Regions from separate parts of the Gossypium hirsutum genome. Here regions 2 and 3 are each linked to region 1. Evidence: chromatin contacts called from public Hi-C data. All regions are on one chromosome and are shown on one strand. The core of a region is the stretch at or near the end of the contact, and the rest is flanking DNA. Distances in the headings are between cores, read along the strand shown.

What was found. Hi-C and Micro-C count contacts between places; a contact is called where the count stands out from the background.
Region 2: a contact with region 1 is called in a Hi-C map of leaf, with 2.9 times the contacts expected there. The contact joins the promoter of LOC107920748 here to the promoter of LOC107918919 in region 1. A contact is called at or near these places in 10 of 34 Hi-C or Micro-C datasets (callus, hypocotyl, leaf and 1 more).
Region 3: a contact with region 1 is called in a Hi-C map of leaf, with 2.7 times the contacts expected there. The contact joins the promoter of LOC107918765 here to the promoter of LOC107918919 in region 1. A contact is called at or near these places in 7 of 34 Hi-C or Micro-C datasets (callus, hypocotyl and leaf).

Annotation. Positions count from the first base shown.
Region 1 is chrD13:9,299,867-9,302,497 of Gossypium_hirsutum_v2.1, forward strand. It overlaps LOC107918919, which reads left to right and starts at 1,316. Exons shown (of 10, transcript XM_016848487.2): 1 at 1,316-2,489; 2 at 2,574-2,604. The coding sequence starts at 2,429. It overlaps LOC107919584 (uclacyanin 1), which reads left to right. Exons shown (of 2, transcript XM_016849021.2): 2 at 1-83. It overlaps TRNAA-AGC (transfer RNA alanine (anticodon AGC)), which reads right to left and starts at 1,178; the gene lies at 1,106-1,178.
Region 2 is chrD13:9,107,972-9,110,602 of Gossypium_hirsutum_v2.1, forward strand. It overlaps LOC107920748 ((S)-2-hydroxy-acid oxidase GLO1), which reads left to right and starts at 1,349. Exons shown (of 4, transcript XM_041110208.1): 1 at 1,349-1,581; 2 at 2,543-2,623. The coding sequence starts at 2,544. LOC107920749 (a long non-coding RNA gene) reads right to left here and starts at 1,218. Exons shown (of 2, transcript XR_001690764.2): 1 at 394-1,218; 2 at 1-259.
Region 3 is chrD13:9,159,028-9,161,658 of Gossypium_hirsutum_v2.1, forward strand. LOC107918765 (putative zinc finger protein CONSTANS-LIKE 11) reads left to right here and starts at 1,307. Exons shown (of 7, transcript XR_001690230.2): 1 at 1,307-1,508; 2 at 1,658-2,318; 3 at 2,465-2,631.

The DNA of each region.
Region 1 (2,631 bases), core at 66-2,565:
GTAGCGCATAAACAATGTGAAGGAAGCATAAGAAGAATGAATTGCAGCAGTTGAAACCAAAAAGCAGTGGGATGTCAGAGATAAATTTCTTACCATAAAATGAAAGTCACCCATTCTGAATTGAAAATTACCTTTGAATTAACTGGCTAGTATTTTACAAGCATTCAAAAAACACCAATCTTCTTCAAATTGATAAATAAATATTTACATTCTAAAGCTTTAAAAAAGAAGAAGAAAAAAGCTACCAACTAATAAAAAAGCAAGATCAGTTTCCACTTTCCACCAAAACTGCACCGCAACAGACACATAGGAAATTAACTGTTTTGGAAAAATGACTAAAAATTAAATGTTTCAACTGAGACATATTAAAAACTAAGTTTTTCATATTTAAAAAGCATAGCAATTAATTAAAAACTTTATCAATTCAATCAAAAATTTTAAAAATATAGTTATTGGATTTAATGGCGATCCGTTGCATCAAAATTAAAATTTTAAATTAATAATTTAATCAAATAAATTTAAAGTTTATATCAAAATTAAAAATATACGAGTAAAAGTTACCGACTCAAACTCCAAAACTGTGATTATATTACACACTATTTTCAAATTAAAAAGATAAAAAATGGAGACTGGGTATCTGTCCCCGCACCTCTCATATAGTCTAACATTTGGTTTTTTTTTGTGTGTGTTTATGAAGAAATTAGAATTTAGTTTTAGTAATTTTATTTTAGGGATCCAGTCTCTTTATTTTTTATATTTTAAAATTTAGATCTAACGGTTAAGATTATTTTGTTAAATTTATGTTCATTTAATATCATTTATTTTAGTTACATTCCTATCAAGTAAGTATTTTTTTTGTAATTTTAAAATGTCACACTAATAAATTTAACAAAAAAGATTAATGGTGTCAACAATTAGATCCGAATTAAAAAATTTACTATTACCAATATTAACCTAAATTTTAAAATCTAAAAGAATAAATTCCAAAAATAAAATTACAAACAATAAATTATAACTCTGTAAAGAATACAAAACCTGACATGTTTTAACTTCAAAATTAAAATACAAAACCATAAAATGTCAAAAATGGAGTCATAGAAGGAAATGGAGATGCGGGGTATCGATCCCCGTACCTCTCGCATGCTAAGCGAGCGCTCTACCATCTGAGCTACATCCCCACCGATGATACCTGGGCAAAGGAATCTCGTAATGGCGTATCTGACTTTAAAGTTGTATTGATGAACTGTTTGGAGTTTTGTGGATCCCACATCTGTCTTTTTCTTCTTCTTTTCTCCCTCGATTTCTGGTGTGGTGAGTTTTAACGCTCCTGCTTGTTTTGATTATTTGCAGTAGGTGGGTCAGTTACTGAAAATATTCCCTTTTTCTGGTGTTTATCTTCTGTATTTTTTTCAGTTATAATTTCTGTTCCTTGTTTCAACAATTTCCGTTTAATTTTTCTGATTTATGGTATTTTTATATGGGCAACGGGGTTAAACAACTGTCTCATTCAATGAAAAAGATGGATGGTTGTGTTTGATGGAGATGGTCATAATTAGATTTTGATGTTCAAAAAATGAATTATCTTAGTCATTGGAATAATGGGTCTTCTCCAGTTTGCTGCTTGTCCTTTCACTAGTATAGGATGGTCAAAGCACAAACTATTATACTAATGAAATAGCTGTTCATTAAATTCTATGGTTTGTTTTGATGAATTAAGGTCCTTAATAATGGAGCTAATTTGGTAAACACATGGTTTTTAATTAGTGGTCGAGGTTACATAATTGGATTCTCTCAATGCTATTAAACGCTATGTAACTGTCACTAGCCAAATGTTGTAAAGAGGAAGTCCAATCTTTAGGTGAAGGTTTTATCTGAGTCGATATGTGAAATGACATTCTAGAACAATGGACTGTCGAAACCGAAGTGGTCATAGGGGTTGTTGGTGAAAATTATGTCTTGCCTGCCTTTAACCATTGAAACCATGGATTTCTTCGAACTGCCGAACCGTGCTTGTTTCATTAAGAACGAATCTTCTTTTACGATTTGTATGCAATCTGTTGGTTTCAGTTGGCAAACGCAGTTGCTGCTTTTTTGGACAACTCCCATCAAAGCCTTAAACCATTCTAATGATATTGTTTTATGTTTGCTTTAGTTAAATTCTAATTTTAGGGTTTATATCATTTAAATTTATATTTGGCATAGGTAAGTTCAAGAATATGTACAATTTTCTCCGGAGTTTTTACAGTGCCTAAGAAAACCCCTTAGTGATTATGATTGAGGGACTTTTCACCATGCCTATTTTACCTTCTTCAGTGGCCCCAAAATTTAATGCATATGCTTCCCTTTTCATCTTTATAAACTCCATTTCTCTAGAAACCTACAACAAAATGTCTTCCTATTCCATTTTATTACTCAATTTCCTTTCATAATGGCTGAAAAGATGAAGAGAAGTGGCAATTCTAGGTCTCGGCGGATGACTTATGTAAAACGTAAGGAAAGCGTTCTCAAGCAGGCCGCTGAATTATCTATGTTATATCATATAGATGTTGGACTCATGATGTTTTCTCCTACAGGTCAATTTACCAGTTTTGCTCACAAGGGAAGGTTGATGAAGAATCTCTAATAGATAAT
Region 2 (2,631 bases), core at 99-2,598, 190 kb before region 1:
GAACCACCGGATCCGGATGATCTTGTGGTCAATGATAAAGGCATGAGTGTGGATATTCCTACGGCTCAATCCGAGTCTTGGAAAGACAAGTTTCTGGGTACCCACAAATGAGAAGAGTAATCTATAGAATGAAGATGATATCAAATTACTTGAGGGAGGCGCGAAAAAGGAGATTGTTGATGGCATCCCTTCCATCACTTTCTCTGACCGAGTGCATCATTTTATTGCCAAACAAATGACTCGAACGGTGGTTGTCAAACTACTAGGAGGAAAATTTCATATCTCACTATGTCAAACAAATTGCAAGCAATTTGGAAAACTAAGCAGCCTTTACAGATAATTGATATAAAGAGTGACTACTTCTCTGTCAACTTTCAAAATGATGATGATTACCTTTTGGTGATGTCTGGGGGGCCTTGGACAATTTTTGGGCAGTACCTCTCTGTACGGCTATGGACTCCTGAGTTCTCAACAGATCAAGAGTTTCCTAAGAATATGATGGTCTGGATCAGATTGCCTGCATTGCTGGAAGGAATGTACACGAGAAGTCTACTCAAGTTCATTGGAGGCGCGATTGGTCCCGTTGTGAAAATAGACCGTAACAAGACTTCCAAATCTAGGGGGCAATTTTCGAGGATTGCGGTTTACATTGATCTAGGGAAACTATTGATTTCAAAGCTACAGATTGATGGGAGGATACAACGTGTGGAATATGAATCCATGTCCTAGGTTTGTTTTAAGTGTGGGAGATTCAGACACTCTAGAGATTCTTTCTGTCATAATTTTGTAAGAGATGTTTCATCTGTAGGAGCTGCGACTGGGAATCTTGACAAGGGTGTATTTAACCAAGGAGGGGAAACGTTTGATTGCTCTGGGAAGAATAGTTTAGCGCCTGATGTTGAGGAAGGGGATCAGTTTGGGCCATGGATGTTAGTGGAACGCAAGCCACGGCGGAAACCATTAACGACGGCAACAGAACCTAACAGTAACTCTGTTGTCGGGATCGAAGGTTCGAGATTCAACATTCTAAGCGGTAATCACGGGTTGATTGGAGAGGTGGCTCCTGATATCTTTTATGGAAACACTGGGAATCAGGGATCTACTGTGCCAACATTGGGAACAAAGCTGCAATCTAGGGATAAAGCGCCATTCAATCCTCAAATCAAGGGTAAAGCTTTTAAGAAGGGACTTGCAAAAAAAAATGCAAAGCTGTTTCATCAGCGAATGGGCTGAAAAATATTTCACATGCTTTAAAGCCTGTTAAGAAAAATGGGCCTTCGCTTGGGTCGGAGGAAAACCCATTTGACGAAGGATAAAAAATGGGTCCAAAATTGATGGAATCTAACTCTGTCCCAATTAAGGGTCTGTTTGATAGGGGAAAATATTTTCCGGAATTGGTTTTTCCCATTTTCCAGTGTTTGATTGGAAGAAAATATTTTCCTTTTGGAAAATCAACTCCAAAACACGGGAAAATGCCTTACAATTTTTGAGAAATTGTCTTACCGATTCAATCTCCGTAAGACATTTTCCTAAAGCTCTCAGGCATTCTTCTCCCTTCATCCATTCTTCTCCCTTCATCCGGTAAGCTCCCTTCATCCACTCTTCTCCCTTCCTTCATTCCTTCAAATTTCTGTTCTCGAAAGCTTCATTTTGGTTCAGAACTGGAAACCGCTGCTGGTACGTTGCAATTCTATTTTTCGACGGTTACTTCGTTTATTTTTCATTTCTTTTTGGCGTTTATGCTCCGTTTATTTTTCATTTCTTTTTGGCTGCTACTGCCGCTGCCATTTCTGCTTTCAAATGATGGGTAAGCTTCCTTTTTCTTTTATTCTTCGTTCGGTTGTTAATGCTGAAAGCCATCTTTCTAATTTCCACTCTTTTTCTTCTTCTTCTAACACCATTGCTACCCACATCGACTGCCTAAGTAAGAAACCCATGTCCATGCCTGTTAGAGGAAAGGGAAAAACAGACCACCGCTTCGATAATGTTGATCATGCTTTGAGTTTGTTCAATAAGATGATTGAAAAGTACCCAAAGCCTTCAATTGTGGAATTCACTAAATTATTTGCAGCCATTGTTAGAATGAAACATTATGCCATTGTTGTTTCTATGTGTAGCCAGATGGAATTATTAGGTGTTTCCCATGATGTTTATTCTGTGAGCATCTCGATTAATTACTTTTGTCAATTAGGTCGAATTGATTTTGGGTTTTCTATTTTGGGGAAAATGCTGAAGTTAGGTGGAGCCTGATGTTGTAATTTTTTCAACTTTGATTAATGGGCTTTGTAATCAAAGTAATATTTCTGTGGCCGTTTGTGTGTTCGATATAATGTTTTCTGGAAAAAGGATTGATCTTTATGGTTGTATTATCTCTAGTAATCTTTTGTAAATATAATGTTTTCATCTTTGTTGTTGATTTATATTCTGCCCTCTTTATACATAATGTTCTGTGTAGAGAATGAGTATATATCTTGTATCCTGTTGAATGGGAATATATAATTGAACCTATTTTACTTTTCTTTTCCCAGTTGGTTGTGGAAAGAATGTTGGCTTCTGAAGGAATAAAAATGGTAGAATTGGGCAGAGATGAATTAGAAAAACGAGTTTGGGAGTGGAAAGAGAAGTATGTCT
Region 3 (2,631 bases), core at 57-2,556, 140 kb before region 1:
ACCTTTTATTTTTCATCAAATGTAATCTCTAGATGTGTAAATAACAATATTAAAATTGCTTAATAAATATGTAAAAATAATTTATTACCATTTACCAAACCTCGTGCAAGTTTTGTGCAATTTTAAAAAAAATAGTAATTTTTCTGTAATTTTTTTATGTCTTTAACACATAATTTTGGTAAAAAGAAACTAGGCTAAAAAAATGTCGATGCCAATTAAATTAAGATTGAATTGACAATAATTGACATTTTTTTAATTTGTATTCCAATAGCTATCTAAAAATTTCAACTAAAATCAATTTTAAGATTTTTCTTCTTTAATCCTAATTTGGCCCATCCAAATATAAGGGAGGACATAATGTTCTTTCTTTTGATCGCTTAATAGCCTTCCCCTACCCCAAGGGCGAAGCTAGAAAAGTTTTTTAGGGCGGGCCGAAATTAAATTGTAACTTTTAATAATCTATATCTTTATAAATGTTAAAGGATTAAATTAAATTTTTATAATTTTTAAGGGGGTCAAAGTGTAATTTTACCTTTACTAATAAAAAGAATAAAAACATAATTAAAAAGATTGAATGTGAATATGAACATTTGAAATCTAACCATACAAATTCTTGGATAGAATTAATAATTATGGGTAGTAGAATAAATTTATCACTCTAGAACAAAATTTACCAATTTTTCTTTTTTTATAGGAGTTTGAAATATTTTGTAACTAAGAAAATAAAATGACGCACAAAAAAATGTGATATTTATTACGTGTAGTTAGTAAATGTTAATATATAAATAAATAAACTTGCGTTTTCGTTTTATGATTCCTATTTTTTCAAATTCAACATAATTATTTAGATAAAATCAAACATAAATTTGACCACTAAATAACTAGGCATTAAATTTACAATTTATCCCAATTTAAAAAGAGATTCAGACATTTCAGCACAGCTAAGCGGCCACATCAGCATTGTCTCACACCACAAATCGGAAGCTGTTCAGACACTAAGCCACGTGTCCATCTGTGATCTCTCGAGATGCGGGGCTAAATTTTCGTCTCGAAAGTCAAAATGAGAAACCCGCACATAATCTCGGGTGATGACGTGGTGATCAATTTGTGACCAATCCTTCTATCAAACCGCCCTCAATCTTTCCACTCATTTACCATCCTCGCCATCGTCCGACCAAAACGGATGACCGCAATAATATCACATGTCCACGTCATCCTAGAGTATCCCATCCACAAAGCTAACATCGCAGCACGTGGCACGCACCCATCAAACCTCGGACAAACGTGAATAAATAAACCAGTTTTTGCTCACTGAAAAAAAAAAAAAAAACTTCCAGTTACCAACGCTGACAGCCCTTCACTGTTCCCCCTATTATGTATTTTTAGCTCAAAGAAATGTTTGCTTTTTTGTTATCAATGTTGATGCGTATTTGCTTCGGTTAATGGATTATGTGTTCTTCGACATGGCTGATTTCAGAAGCCGGGATTGGGTTCTTTTCATTGTATAGGTAAAGCTTAATCTCAATTTACTCTGTTTCTATGATTTTAAATTTTAATCATTCAAATGATTCAATTCCTTGTTCTTTGTACATGATCTGGGTATAATTTTAATGTTTTTTTTTGTTAATTTTGATTATTGAAGGGTAGTTTTTGTTAGGATTGAGGAATCAATAGAGCCGAATTACCGCCCAACTGCAGTGGTTTACTGTAAAGTTAGGGGGAATAACGGGATGGAACCTGTATGCGATTTTTGTCGAGGGGAAAGAGCAGTGGTTTACTGTAAATCGGATTCGGCTCGGCTTTGCTTGAGCTGTGATGGGTGCGTTCACTCTGCAAATTTGTTGTCATGTAGACACGTTCGTTCACTTTTGTGTGAGAAATGCAATTCTCAATCTGCAGTTGTTAGGTGTTTGGATGAGAAATTGTCTCTTTGTCAGGATTGTGATGGTAATGGCAATGGTTGCTCGAGTTTGGGGCATTGGCGAGAGGCCCTCAATTCTTATACGGATTGTCCTTCTTTGGCTGAGTTTAGAAGAATCTGGTCTTCGGTTCTTGGTGCTTCGTCTCCTGCTGTTTTTGATGTTGATTGGCCAGTCGGTGCTTCAACTGCTAACGACAATTGTTTCACTAACTGTTTGAATCAAATAGACCAAGGGGGCTCATTTGAACTGGCTGGTACAAAGTTAAATGAACTAGGTTCATGTCCTAAGCTAAAGCCTTGTATGATTTCATCTTCTCTGATATCACCAAATGCAAATTACATCCCTTACTGCAAAGATGGAGAACCTGTTTTCTCAGAGGAGCCGAATATGCCAAAGGTATGGCTTTTGCTGCTATATTTATTTGAATTGGTGATGGAAAGTATTGATTTTGAAGTAATAGCTTGACTCTTGAATCATTCTTTGTTTAGCCGCATTTGGACTGATCTCTCTTGAATGTTTGATTTTGGCTCCTTTTGTTCCAGGGTTTTTCTGACCTCAGAGATTTCAAAGTTCCTGATGGTGATGACCTTTGTGAAGGCCTGAACATCAATGATGTTCAATTCAGCTTCAAAACTGCCAATGAGATATTTGGCGGTTCACAAGGCCAAACTAGGTACCAGTTTGAGAAGGTTGGGACAGATGGCCCAAT